2 separate regions of the Cricetulus griseus genome follow, and region 1 is linked to region 2. Evidence: chromatin contacts called from public Hi-C data. All regions are on one chromosome and are shown on one strand. Each heading gives the region's core, a stretch centred on a gene start, on an enhancer-like site or on the middle of the called end of the contact. The rest is flanking DNA. Distances are from core to core; before and after follow the strand shown. Region 1 holds the start of LOC100762705 (tumor necrosis factor receptor superfamily member 8). Region 2 overlaps Mfn2 (mitofusin-2).

Region 1 (6,927 bases), core at 2,156-4,655, 50 kb after region 2:
AGACCTAACACTGATGGCCTGATTTGATCCTCTGAACCTCGTAAAAAGCCAGATGAGGTGGCACACATTCGTGACATCAGTGCTTCTGCAGGATGGGATGTCTCTGGCTAGCTAGCCTAGAGTCATAGTACTCCAGCAGAAACAGCAGGAGAGACCCCGCCTCAAAACACGGTGGGAGGGAGGAGACCGCCAACTCAGAAAGTTGTCCTCTGAGTGCCACCCATTGCCTGTGGCACTTGTGCGGCTAGACTCACACACATATGTGTGTGTCACATGCACACACTAAAAGAATCAATCAGGTTTTCTTTTAAGAAAAAGAGTCTTGACAGTCATGGTGGCATACACCAATAATCCCAGCACTTGGAGGCAGAGGCAGGTGGATCCCTGTGAGTTTGAGAACAGCCTGGTATACTAAGCAAGTTCCAGGACAACCAGGGCTGTTACACACAGACATTGTGTTACACACAATGTCTTGCAAAACCAAAAAGAGAGTCTCCAGGGGGTGAGGCCGTTTCCTCCAGTCACAGTGAACCTCTGCTAGGATCCATGCTGAACAAAGGCCTGGGGATATGTGTATAGCAGAAGTTGCCTGTGTGTGGAGGAGAGCAGAGGGACAAACTTCTTCATCCACAGTATTATCATTTTGCTTGGATGTGGAATATCCCTTAAACTGGTGGACCTCAGTTATTCTCATTTCCTACTGTGTCTCAGAGTGAGTGTTCCCAACTTTTATAAATACCATTTAAGGAGACATTGGCAAATTTATAGTTTTCTGTTTTCATTTCCAAGTGGCACCATTGATTTTCATTGTTTTGCTGGTAAAATTTATGGAGCAATAAGTTGTAAACTTTAAAAAAAATTGTTGGGGAGCTGGAGAGATGATGGCTCAGAGGTTAAGAGCACCGACTGCTCTTCCAGAGGTCCTGAGTTCAATTCCCAGCAACCACATGGTGGCTCACAACCATCTACAATGAGATCTTCCAGCCTTTAAGGCAGACATACAGACAGAACACTACACATAATAAATAAATAATTTTAAAAAATTGTCCTTTTGCTTTTGCTAAGAACCTTCACGATGCTGAGAGAGCACATGAGCTGACCAGCACAGAGGAATGACATTCTCTTCTTTCCCCTAACTGTTGTTATGAATTAAAAACCCACCGGTGACTTAACAGGCTCAGGAGACCAATGAAGGCTGCTTTCATTTGCTTGCCTTTTGTTACTAGGAAGGTTGGACTTCCACAATGTGTGATTTTTATTTGGTTCTCACCTGGTACAAGCTATTTGGATGCTACAGTTTTGTTTTCTGCTCAGGGCAAACACCAGCTGCATTGTGGGAAATGGGCTCCAGCTTCTTCTGTCCCTCCCTGGCCCTGGGATTATTAGAGCTGGGCACTTTTATTTCTTTCTTTTTTTTAAGTTTATTTAATTTTATTTATGGGCATTGGTGTGAGGTTGTCAGATCCCCTGGAACTGGAGTTACAGACAGTTGTAAGCTGCCATGTCAGTGCTGGGAATTGTACCTGGGTCCTCTGAAAGAGCAGCTAGTGCCCTTAACTGTTGAGCTGTTTCTCCATCCCTGAGGCAGACACTTTTATCATCAGAGGAGGGGAGGGTCTGGAGTAGCTCTATGAAAGATGCACAGGAGGCATGGGTGGATTTTTCAGGTAAGATGAGGACATCAGAAAGGCCTGAATATGGGAGAGAGGGTTTGCAGGGACTTTGGAAGGTCCTCATTGGGAGTGGCAGCTGGTGCCCTGGTCCTCTACCAGATGGGGGCCTAACACTGAAGGCCAGACCAAAGTGTGGAAGCCAAAAGGTCCTTGGGTCCCATTGTTAGAACACACAGACAGCTTGCCTGTTTCTGTGTTGGTTTCTATATTTGAAAATAAAACAAACCGGGCATGTTCATACACGCTTTTAATCCCAGTACTCGGGGAGGCAGAGGCAGGCGGATCTCTGTGAGTTTGAGGCCAGCCTGGTCTACAGAATGAGTTCCAGGATAGCCAGGACTGTTTCACAGAGAAATTTTACCTCAAAAAAGAAAGAAAGGAAGGAAGAAAAAGGGAAAACAGACCAAAGCAGGCTATACCCGCTGGTCAGTGCTCATCCAGTGACCATGTGCTGAAGGTATTAACTGAAGGAAATGGAGAGCCTGGGGCTCGGGGGAGCCCCAGGTGGGAACAGCAGCTCCACAGAAAGGGAGTAGAACAAGGGTTCGAATGAGGCTTGATTGTAGGTAAGATGCCAGGTACCTTCTTCAGGTAAGCCAGCATAGGGGTGGGAATAGCTGTGAATTGATACACAGGTGCCCTGTTCTTCACAGAGTTCTTCCACCTGCCTACCCTGCTCCATGCATACATCTATCTGTCTGTCTATCTATCTATCTATCTATCTATCTATCTATCTATCTATCTATCATCTATCACTTTATTCATCCATGTCCCCATTATCCCAGGTATCCATTATCCCCTCTCCTTATCAGCCCTCCTATCATTTGTCCAAATGTCCGTTTCTTAATCTCCTCATACATCCCTCCACCCTCCCACCCACCCATCCTGGCCTCATCTCTTCACCCACCCACCCATCTCCTCATCTCTTCATCTGTCCACGCATCCATCCCATCCTTCTGTGACCCTCTCATCCATCAGTCCCCATCCATCGCACCATCCATTGGCTCTCTACCCATCTGTCCATCCATCCCCTTATCCGTCTGTGCGTTCTCTTGCCCCCTCATCCATCGACTGACCCACTTCCTCATCCATCCATCCACTCGTCTACCCTCCACCTGTCTGTCCGTCTTCCCTCACCCTCCTGTTCACTCACCCACCCTCCGTCTGTTTGCTCTCTACCCATCCATTCATCCCCCATGCACTCATTTATTTTACAGCAAATCTTCATGATGAAGAAACGCTCACTTTCTCTGAAATATTCTGATTCTGTCCCTTCCAAAGAATCCCAGTGACGCAGAAGAAGGCCAGTTTCTGTAGTGTACTGTCAAGAGCAGGAAACCGGCTCACCCTTCCTTGGGCTAGGGATGGGGCTGGGGGCCTCAGGACTCCGGATACCTCTCAAACTCCCGCGCCCTGCACCTTTAGGGTTGAGCTGCCTTCCCGGTTCCTCCTCAAATCCGGGGCGGACCATTCAAAGTGCAGGGCGCGTGCCTCAGGGGAGCCCCCTGAGTGTGTGCGCTGTGGCTAGCCCTGAGTCATCTCTGCACGCGGTGGCCCCTTCTCTCTTAGGCTTCACAGGGAAGCAGATCGCTGCATCACAGGTGGCAAGGGGGGAGGGAAGAATTAGGTCTGAACCCGAGGAAGGCGCAGCCACATTAGAAGTGATTTCACCGTGGGAGGCAGGGTGCCGGCAGGTGACCAGGCGCTGCGGCTATAAACTCCGGGAGACAGGATGAGCGCCCTCCGCGCGGCCTTGGGATTGCTGCTCCTGGGGATGCTTCGAGCCTTCCCAAAGGTAAGGAGGAGGGGGCAGTAGCCCCCAGGCGGCGTCTGCAGCAGGGGAGGACAGGGCCACTCCTCTCCTCATTCCCTCACCCAAACCGGAGTGCGGCAGCGCGGGAGGCAACTGCAATAGACAAGCACCCACAGGTGGGTGGGTCACCGAAGGGCAAACACAGAGCCCCGTCTCTTCACACCCGCAGGTAGTACATGGCTGGGAGTAAGTAGTTCATTCATTCTCCGTGAGCTGAGTCGGGGCAAGAGAAAGCTGTTCGTGTCCCCTTACAGCAGGTCGGGGTTGGCCGGTGGGGGTGGTGGGGGTGGTGGTGTCCTGGACAGATGAAAAGAAACCTGTGTGGGCCATTTAGGCTGGAGGATGATATCCGGCTGGTGGTGCTGGAAGGTCTCAGGAAAGAGAGGAGGGAAAGAGAAGACGGTCTGGCCAGCCCTGGAGCTGGGTGTGGGCTGGGTGCCCTGGAGCACATGGTGGACGCTTGTCCCCAGGAACGCCAGTGGTGTCTCTGGCTCCGTTGTTTGGACGCCCCAGAAATGAGTCTGGGCAATGAGTTAGGAAAACTGGACACTTCCTAGAAGACAACACCACACTGGGCATTAGGATGTAGGAAGGACGGGGCACTCAGATGGGTCAGGTATAACCTACTACGTGAAACCCTGGGTCAGCATAGGGAAAAAAAGGTCCATAGCTGCCTGGAAGCTGGGGGAGGGGAGGCAAGGAACAGTACCAGGCCGGTGTGGGCATGAGGTGTGAGGAAAGGGGTGGAGACAGGGCAGGCTGCGGGCATGAGGTGGCCCTTCCATCCCCAATGGGCAGTGTAATAACACCTGCCCTGGAGAGGGCAGAGGTGAGCAGAGGACCCCTCTCCCCCTGCCCCATACCCCTTCATCTGGGGAGGTAAGAGCGACAGGACCCTGGAGGTGAAGGGAAGGGTGTGATGTGTAAGGGGGAGCCCTGGCCAGTGTGTGAAGCCCGTCTCCTTCCTTTATTATACAAAGTGGGAACTTTCTTGGTCAGAGGCCGGAACACACTCTCAAGTGCATGTGGGGGTCAGAGAGCAACTTTTGAGAGCTGGTTCTCTCCTTTGACCTTGTGGGCTTGGGGAATAGAACTCAGGTCATCAGGCTTGGCAGCCGGCACCTTTGCTCATGGAACCATCATCTCTCAGGCCCCTGAAAACACTTTTGAAATTAAAATAGACAATGTACTCAACACCCCCCAAACTATAAATGCTATGATAAAGCCGATTTCTTTTTTTAATTATGCAAGTATTTTATTTATATAAAGCCGATTTCTTAATACCAATTCCTCCCAAGCTGTAACCATGCTCGCGCCTTCCTATATCATTTGCAGGCTTGCACAAATGCGTATCTGTATTTGAATCTCTTTTTATCAAAATACATAGAGGGTTTTTTAAGGTCTCATGTAGCTCAGACTGGCCCCCAACTTGCTCTGTAGCCAAGGATGGTCTTGAACTGACCTCCTCCCTCCCCTCCTGCTTACTCAGATTCCATGTTTGATGTAATATAGTCACATGTGTGAGGTTGGGCCCAGGGCTTTGGGTGTGCTAGGCAAGCCGTTTGTCTTTGTTTTTGTTTTGAGAATAGGCTCTGTGTAGCTCAGGTTGGTCTTGAACTCTCATGTAGTCAAGGATGTCTGCAAATACCTAATCTTTGTGCTGGTACCTCCAGAGTGCTGGGTTTGTTACAGTCAGGCACCACACCCAATCATGACTCCTCATTTGGCTTTTACAGAGTCTCGAGTAGGTCTTGGGGAGTACACCATCTACCCATTCACATACCTGGTGTACAGACAGTGAAGTTCCCACCACTGCTTTTTTGTTTTGTTTTGATGGGAGAGGGTCTCAGTGTGTCATCCTGGTTGGCCTGGAATGCGATGTGTAGACCAGGCTGGCCTTGAACTGACACATCTGCCAGTCTCTACCTTTCAAATGCTGGGAGTGAAGGTGTGTGCCACTGAGTGGCCCCATCATTGTTTTTTGTGTATTTGCTGTCTGGGGAGTAAGAGTGGCTCTTTCCTAGAGAAGAGACAAGAGAAAACCAGTGGTTGACAGGGCAGACGTGCGCTGGTTTTAAATGACACGCCGTCCAGTGTGCTGGGCAATGTTTTTTCCCACAACAGTGTAAGACAGTAGCAGCTTCCCACATCCTAACCGACACTTGATCTTATCAATCTCTGTTTTGTGGTCTTGAATGGGGCTATATCCTTCTTATGCTGATTTGCATTTCCCAGTGACTGTAGGCTGAACATCAAATCTCAAATCTGTGGGCTTTTCATGGCAGGACTTGGGGTATCTGTGGAGGAGCCGCCTGTCCAGGAAGATTCTCCATTTTGGTCCCTCAAGACTTCTGTCACCTTTCCTGTCAGTTGAGGTTTGAACTCCTATTTAAACCAACATTAGCAAGGAAACAAAAACAAAACAAACAAAAAGCTATTTAGAGCTGGGCATGGTGTTGCACGACTTCAATCCCAGCACTCAGAAAGCAGAGGCAGATGGTTCTCTAAATTCAAGGCCAAGTTGGTCTACATTAGCCAGGGCTATGTAGAGAGATCCTGTCCCAAAAACCAAAACCCAAGAGCCAAACAACCAAACAACATCTCCCCATCCCCCAAAAAACCTATTTAAAAAGCTGGGTACTACATGCCTGGAATCCCAGCCCTAGGGAGGCTGAGGCAAGAAGGATTGGAAGGCTACAGGTAGGACTGGCAAGATGGCTCAGTCGGTAAAGGCACTTGCCACCAAGCCTGACAGCCTGAGTTTCATTCCCAGGACTCACATGTTGGAAGAGAGAACTAACTCATGGGCATTGTTCTCTGATCTCCACATGTACACGGTGGCTTATGTGTGAGCATGCACATACACATATACGCATGCACACAAAATAAATAGTATACATACATACATACATACATACATACATACAAACAAAGTTCCAAGGTAGTCTGGACTACATAGAAAGTTCCTGTCCTTAAAAAATTTTTTTTGGTCTGAAATTTCAAATCCTTTTCCCAACTCCTGCTTTTTCTCAACTTTTGCCGCTTTGGTGACAGCATGTTTTCTGAGAAGGAGATGAGCCTTATTTTGTAATATTCTCTGGGACTCGGGTGGTGCAAGTCCAGAGAGGCAGAGTTCCCCCTGATTCCATTCTTTTCCTCCAGACTCCCTGAGATGGTATAGGGCCCTGACTTCTGGTGAATTCCATGGGTTTAGAATTCCCCTCATGTCTTCCCAGATACCTCCTGCCCACAGCTCCCCTCTGATTGCCCTCCTCCAGCTTTGGCTTTGTCGAGATTCTCATAGGGGAATTCTCATGAATGAGTCTTTGCAACATGCAGCCTGCTACTGGGCTTCCATTGGTGGAGCATGCCCAGTGGGCGTAAAGGTGACCCTGGTACACCACAGAGGGCAGGAGAGCTTTCTTGGATCCTGTCGGGGAA
Region 2 (6,689 bases), core at 237-2,736:
CGCACGCTTTAATCCCAGCACTTGGGAGATAGAGGCAGGTGGATCTCTGTGAGTTTGATGCCAGCCTGGTTTACAGAGTGAGTTCCAGGACAACCTCCAAAGCAATACAGAAAAACCCTGTCTCAAAACAAACAAACAAACAAACAAAAAAAAACAATCAAAAACAAACAACAAAAAAGTGCTTCTGGAGGAAAACATGAAGAGACTGTGGCTGCTGGGCACGTGCCACACATGTTCAGGCATGGAATTGCCTGTGTTGACACTCAGCCTGGTTTCCCCCTTTGTTCTTGTGGGGATGCTTGCCGTGGGTGCTGGGAACTGAGCAGGTGTCCGACCCACTGTTACTCAGCTTGTCATGGGAGCTCTGCAGAGCATCCGTCTACTGTGCCTGCTTGGAAGACCTCCTGTTCCTGTAGCTCTCACCACATCTTGAGACACAGGCATTTTCTCCAGGTGATCTGCTAGTTGCTTTCTTTAATTTCATTTCCCAATTACTGGACCAGCAGAACATTCTTTTGTTGTTGTTGTGTTTTTTTGTTTTGTTTTGTTTTGTTTTTAATTTCACACTGAACTGGACAGTGGTGGCAGCAGCTAAGCCTTTAATTCCATCACTCGGAATTAAAGTTTATAGTTTATAGTTTATATGGGAGGCAGAGGCAGGTGCAGGTGGATCTCTGTGAGTTCAAGGCCAGCCTGGTCTACAAAGCAGACAGCCAGGGCTACACAAAGAAACCCTGTGTTGAAAAAAGAAAATGTTTTTTTCACACTGTTGTGGCACAGCTCACATGTAGAAGTCAGAGGACAGCTTGTGGAATCAGATCTCTCCTTCTGCCTTTATCTGGGTCTTAGGGACTGAATTCAAGGCGTTAGGCTCGCACAGCAAGCATTTGACCCACTAAGTCATGTTGCTAACTTGTGAAGTACCTCCCTCCCCCATATTATTTAGCAGAACTGTTTCTAAACCTCTCTAGCCACCTCTCTTCAGACACCCTGTCCAGGCAGGATAGGTGTAGCCTAGGTGAGCTTCCCTTGGCTCCTCTGCTTAGTCATGTGGGGGCATGGGTTTCTGAGCAGTACTTTTTTCTTTCAGGGTTTACTGTCTGGAGATGCGGGAAGAGCGGCAAGACCGGCTGAGATTCATTGACAAGCAGCTGGAGCTCTTGGCTCAAGACTATAAACTGAGAATTAAGCAAATTACAGAGGAAGTGGAAAGGCAGGTGAGAAGTGAAGAGACGGTTCTGTGGGGAGATCCGTGCTCAAGAGTCAAAGTCAAGTTCAGTGGCAGCAGATGCTGAAAGCAAAGCGTCTCCTCCCAGGGCTTCCTCGGCTTTCTGGGAAGCTCTCTGTGGCCCCGATTCAAGAATATAGTTTCCCCTGGGCCTTCTTCCAGGGCCATTTTGGTTGCCCGTTTTCTTCCGCCTCTGAAGCTTCAAATCAAGAGGAGCCGCTTTGTGTGGGGACAGGCGAGCCATTCACTGCAGCCTCCTGGGTGTGGGGGCAGGCGAGCCGCTCATTCACTGCAGCCTCTCCTGCCAAAGCAAAGCACAGTCCTGATGCTCACAGGGCCCTCCCTTGGCTGCAGGTGTCCACAGCCATGGCTGAAGAGATCAGACGCCTCTCTGTGCTGGTTGATGAATACCAGATGGACTTCCACCCATCCCCAGTCGTCCTCAAGGTTTATAAGAATGTGAGTGAAGCACTGTGTGCTCTTGGCAGAGGCCTTTAGGCAGAGACCTTGTAGACAGCAACTCAGCCTTAGTTGGTCTGTCTGAGGGTCCCTGAGTGGATCAGGGACATGAGACCCAAGCTTCCTCTGCCTCCTTGGTCAGCTGGCGGTCTGCCTAAATCCCCAAGACTCCTGATGGTGGGGCCTCCTATCTTACCCTCTCTTTTCTGGAGGCAGGAACTGCATTGCCATCCGAGACTCCTGATGGTGGGGCCTCTTCTCTTACTCTCTCTTTTCTGGAGGCAGGAGCTGCATCGCCATATAGAGGAAGGCCTGGGCCGGAACATGTCTGACCGCTGCTCCACAGCCATCACCAGTTCCCTGCAGACTATGCAGCAGGACATGATAGGTTAGTGCCACAAGGGGCCTTGGGATCTGTGGAGCTGCCCTATCCAAGATGAGGCTAATCTAAAGTAAGATGGGGCTGGAGAGAGAGCTCAGTGTGTGAAGAGTGCGCACAGCTCTGGCAGAGGACCTGAGTTTGGTTCTCAGAGCCAGAGCCCATGTCAGGAGGATCACAGCGGCCTGAACTTCAGATCCATCCAGGAGATCCTGTGCCCCTGACCTCCATATATGCACCTGCACCCATGAGCGCACGCACACACACACACACACACACACACACACACACACACACACACACACACAATCAAAATAATAAATCAACTAGGATGGCCTTCCCTTACCTGTTACCTTTGGTGGTGATTGAACTTATTACCTTCGGGTTCTGGTGTCCTGAGCTCATTCTGTATGAACTTGGGTAGCCATGTGGGACAGTACACAAGCTGAGACTTTGGCAAGACCGATGGCAGGTTTGGGAAGGTGACCTGCCAGCCAGTCCCACTGGCTGACCACCTGGGCGTTGTTTCTGCACAGAGCTGCAGCATCCCCAGCAGCTAGGATGGACTGTGCCTGAGGGTGGGCACTGGAGTGGCGCGAGCCTGAGCTGATGCATTCTCTCCCCGCTTGTTCCCTTGACAGATGGCTTGAAGCCCCTTCTTCCTGTGTCTGTGCGGAATCAGATGGACATGCTGGTCCCTCGCCAGTGCTTCTCCCTCAGCTATGACCTGAACTGTGACAAGCTGTGTGCTGACTTTCAGGAGGACATCGAGTTCCACTTCTCCCTTGGGTGGACAATGCTGGTGAACAGGTTCCTGGGCCCCAAGAACTGCCGCCGGGCCTTGATGGGCTACAGCGATCAGGCAAGAAGCTTCTTTCCCTAGGGCATCATGGGAGATCATCTTGCCACCAGATACATGTATCAGCCTACTAGTGGGGTCCCTAAGGCAGACGGCCATGGCAGTGTGCTATTCTGTCACTGGTTGGCATTGTGGCCAAGCTGGTCTTGTCCTAATTACAAATTCAGAGGGTTTTCTAGTGCTTCCAAGGGTGTGATCTTCAACACAGACCACTTGGAGGCTGGGGTGTGGCTCCGTGGAAAGGTGTGCGCCTTGTATTCAGGAGGCTTTGGATTTGATCCTTAATGCTGCATGGGGCAGGGCACAACCACTTTAAGATTTAGTGAAAAAAATTAAAAATATTTTAGAATAAAAATACATTAGGAGCTGGAGAGATGGCTTAGCAGTTTAGAGTACTTATTCTTCCAGAGGATCCAGATTATCTCCTTAGCACCTATATGATGGTTCACAACTGTCTTTAACTCTAGTTCCAAGGCATCCAGTGCCCTCTTGACCTTCACATACACCAGGCACATATAAGGTACACAAACATACATGCAAGCAAAACATTCATACATACAAAATGAAATAAAGCCTATATTAAAAATACACATCAGGACTTTAAATTTTAGAATAAAAAGTGCATTAGGGACTCAGGAGAAGGTTCAGTGGATGCAAGCACTTACTCCTCCTCCAGAGTTAACTTATCAGCCTGGAGGAGACAGAGCCTCCAGTTCATTGAGAGACCAGTCTTACAGCAGGAAGCGGTGAGGGAGGGCATCTAACACTCTGCTCTGGTGTCTGCGTGTGGATGCATGGAGACACCCCCCCACACCCACACACACACAGAGAGATGTGCGCGCGCACACACATACACAGAGAGATGCACACACACACACACACACACACACACACACACACACACACTCACATCCATGCTTGAATCACTGCTTTTAGTACAGGTCCTGTGCTGGCACAAGCCAGGGCTTACAGCCCCAGCCCATGGCTGTCACGTGCTCACATTGGGCTAGCCGGTCTCTTAGGAAGCAAATACCCCACTGTGGTGCGCACAAAGGTCACTTTCCCTCTTCTGCCTGTTGGGAATTGAAGAACTGCTGAGTCCCTGTCCTGCCTCATGTAGTCTTGAGGGTCATTGAGGGTTGCTTGAAGGACAGTCTTGTAACAGTCTTGTCGTTCCTTTGTCATCTCTCTCATCAGGTGCAGCGGCCCATACCTCTGACACCTGCCAACCCCAGTATGCCCCCCTTGCCACAGGGCTCCCTCACACAGGAGGAGCTTATGGTCTCCATGGTTACCGGCCTGGCCTCTCTGACATCCAGGACCTCCATGGGCATTCTCGTGGTCGGAGGAGTGGTCAGTGACACCTGCTCAGGGAGGGGGAGGGGCAAGGGAGGGGCCTGGGGCTCAGTGAGGGTTTTCTACCTTGGGGAGCTGTGTGTCCGGAGCCCTTTCACACACATGTTCCACTGAGGCATCACACAGCTAACAGGATGTTCCCATTTCCTGAAGATAGCTTGCAGAAACACACCGCTAGTTTGAACCCTTCCCCCCCATAATAAGTAAACAACAGGGAACAACTAAAGGTTAAGAAGGAGCCCACCTGACCCTTGAACCAAACCCCAAGGGGCAGCTGAGTGTCCTCTGGTTTCTGTGGAGCTCACCTTGTTGTGACTCAGGACACTGTGAAGCCATGGTCCCTCATGTTTGAGATCTCCCTGGTGGTGTTGGCAAGCTCTCATGCCCTTGTAGACTGTGGCGAGGCAGAGTAGTGGCAAAGGGTAACTGTCAGGAGTCGCTTTTCGAACATGTCGTACAACGTGGATCCACTGAGGCCCCTCCCCTGAGACTGAGAATTGCATCCTTCAGCTCTTTCCATAGATAGTGACCTGGAAGAGGGTCGTGAACTGTGACCTGACCCTTGACAGACCCTTTTATAGCATCTTGTTCACCTAGATATATAACCTGGGAGTTAAATTTACACCACATACCTCCTTTGTGATTGAAGAAGCTTATAAGTAAACTGGCCAGAGTTCATGCAACCAGGATGATGCATGCCATGAAAGTCTTGATCCTGAGCTCCAAGCCCCATGCTATGACTAAACTACACTCTCTTCAGCCAGCTGTGGGGAGTGACTCTGAATTCTGCTTCTTAGAATAAGCTATTGCTTTGGATCGTGTGTTTCTCTTTAAGAAGCCTGCTTCTCTGTTTGGAGCTGAAGCTCAACACAGAGAGCTTGCCCGACATGTGCTAGGCCCCTGTATTCCATCCCGAGCCCTAAAAAAAGCAAACTTCTCACTAGATCAGGACAGTGGTCCTAACCCTAAGTTATCTCCTGTGGCCAGCAGCGTTTCCCTCACTCCCAGATGGAGATAGTCCCTGCCCTCTTAGCCTCCCTGGTCACAGAGACCTTGTTCAAATTGATCATGCATTCCTACAGGTGTGGAAGGCTGTGGGCTGGAGACTCATTGCCCTCTCATTTGGACTGTATGGGCTTCTCTATGTCTATGAGCGGCTGACCTGGACCACCAAGGCCAAGGAGAGGGCCTTCAAGCGCCAGTTTGTGGAATATGCCAGTGAGAAGCTGCAACTCATTATCAGTTATACTGGCTCTAACTGCAGCCACCAAGTCCAGCAGTGAGTAGCCCAAGGACCTGAGGAAGGACACCCCAATAGTTGGTCTCTCCCCACCTCCCTTTGAGCCTAACCTGAGAGCCCCTGGGTCTCGGCATCATGGGCTCCAGGACTGTGTAGTGCCCGCTTTATGTCCAAGGATAACGGGTCCAAGGCTGAGGTCAGGTAGGCCTCCATTGCCACAAGAGGGGAAGGAATGGGAAAACAGGGACCTGGGGCATGCTTCATAGACTTTAAAGGTTTGTTTGGGACTGGAATGGAACTCAGTTGGCAGAGCACTTGCCCAGCATGCATGAAACCCTGGGCTTGATCCCCACTATCGTAGAGACCAGGTGTGATGTCTTACACCTATAATCCCAGCACTCAGGAGACGGAGGCAGGAGGATGATCATTGGTATGGGGGGTTTGGGGCCATCCTGGGCTATATAAGACCCTGTCTGTAAGTAAATAAATAATTAAGGATTGCCTTGAAGGGCATGAGCTATGCCATCCTAAATCAAAGCCTGGTTACAGTGCCTCAAGTAGGTCAGGGGTACCTGTGGTTGCTCCATCTTGGAGCATGGAGAAGGCAGTTTTTCTACCCTGCACTGCCTAATTGCAAACTCAGGGCAACCTTCTGGCTTCAGCAGCCTGAGTCCTAGGATTGCAGACATGAGCAGACATGTTTGTTTGTCCTGTAATTGGCACGGCAGGCCCCTTATGCAATAGCTTTCCCTTTACTCTTGTAGCTGTGTGCTAGATGTTTCCTTGATAGGACTAGGGACATATAGCTCTGCTGGTAGAGAGCGCACATGCTCGCTCGCTCGCTCACATGCACGAGAGGATACTGAGACTTGGACTTGGAGATGAGGGAGGTGAAACCCTTTCCTTGCCCCATAGCTGATGAGCATCGGAGTCGGAATCCTGGCCCCTGGTATCCTGGTTAGCTTCACCACTGGACTGATGTCTCCTGTGGCCCTGCCCAGGGTCTTTGATGTGGGCATTGGGCTGTTCGTGGTTTCAGCAGAGATGGGAAGGACCTCAGGCCAGAGCAGGTGTGGGTGGCTCAGCTGCTGCTCTGTTCTGGGTGGATGTGGCCACCAGCAGAATCCTGCCTGAACCACCACCTGCCCTGTTGATCCCATCTCTGTCC

What was found. Hi-C and Micro-C count contacts between places; a contact is called where the count stands out from the background.
Region 1: a contact with region 2 is called in a Hi-C map of fibroblasts, with 3 times the contacts expected there. The contact joins the promoter of LOC100762705 here to the enhancer-like site in region 2. A contact is called at or near these places in 3 of 8 Hi-C or Micro-C datasets (the CHO-K1 cell line, fibroblasts and liver).

What each region holds. Positions count from the first base shown.
Region 1 is chr2:8,626,186-8,633,112 of CriGri-PICRH-1.0, forward strand. LOC100762705 (tumor necrosis factor receptor superfamily member 8) reads left to right here and starts at 3,406. Exons shown (of 13, transcript XM_027398143.2): 1 at 3,406-3,468. The coding sequence starts at 3,406.
Region 2 is chr2:8,577,700-8,584,388 of CriGri-PICRH-1.0, forward strand. It overlaps Mfn2 (mitofusin-2), which reads left to right. Exons shown (of 20, transcript XM_027398171.2): 13 at 1,091-1,217; 14 at 1,583-1,687; 15 at 1,973-2,075; 16 at 2,708-2,928; 17 at 4,123-4,278; 18 at 5,364-5,560. Among named protein-coding and RNA genes, the nearest start is that of Miip, 12 kb to the right of the region's middle. Within about 2 kb of position 1,487, at least 1 of the 6 cell types and tissues checked has open chromatin away from gene starts, as enhancers often do.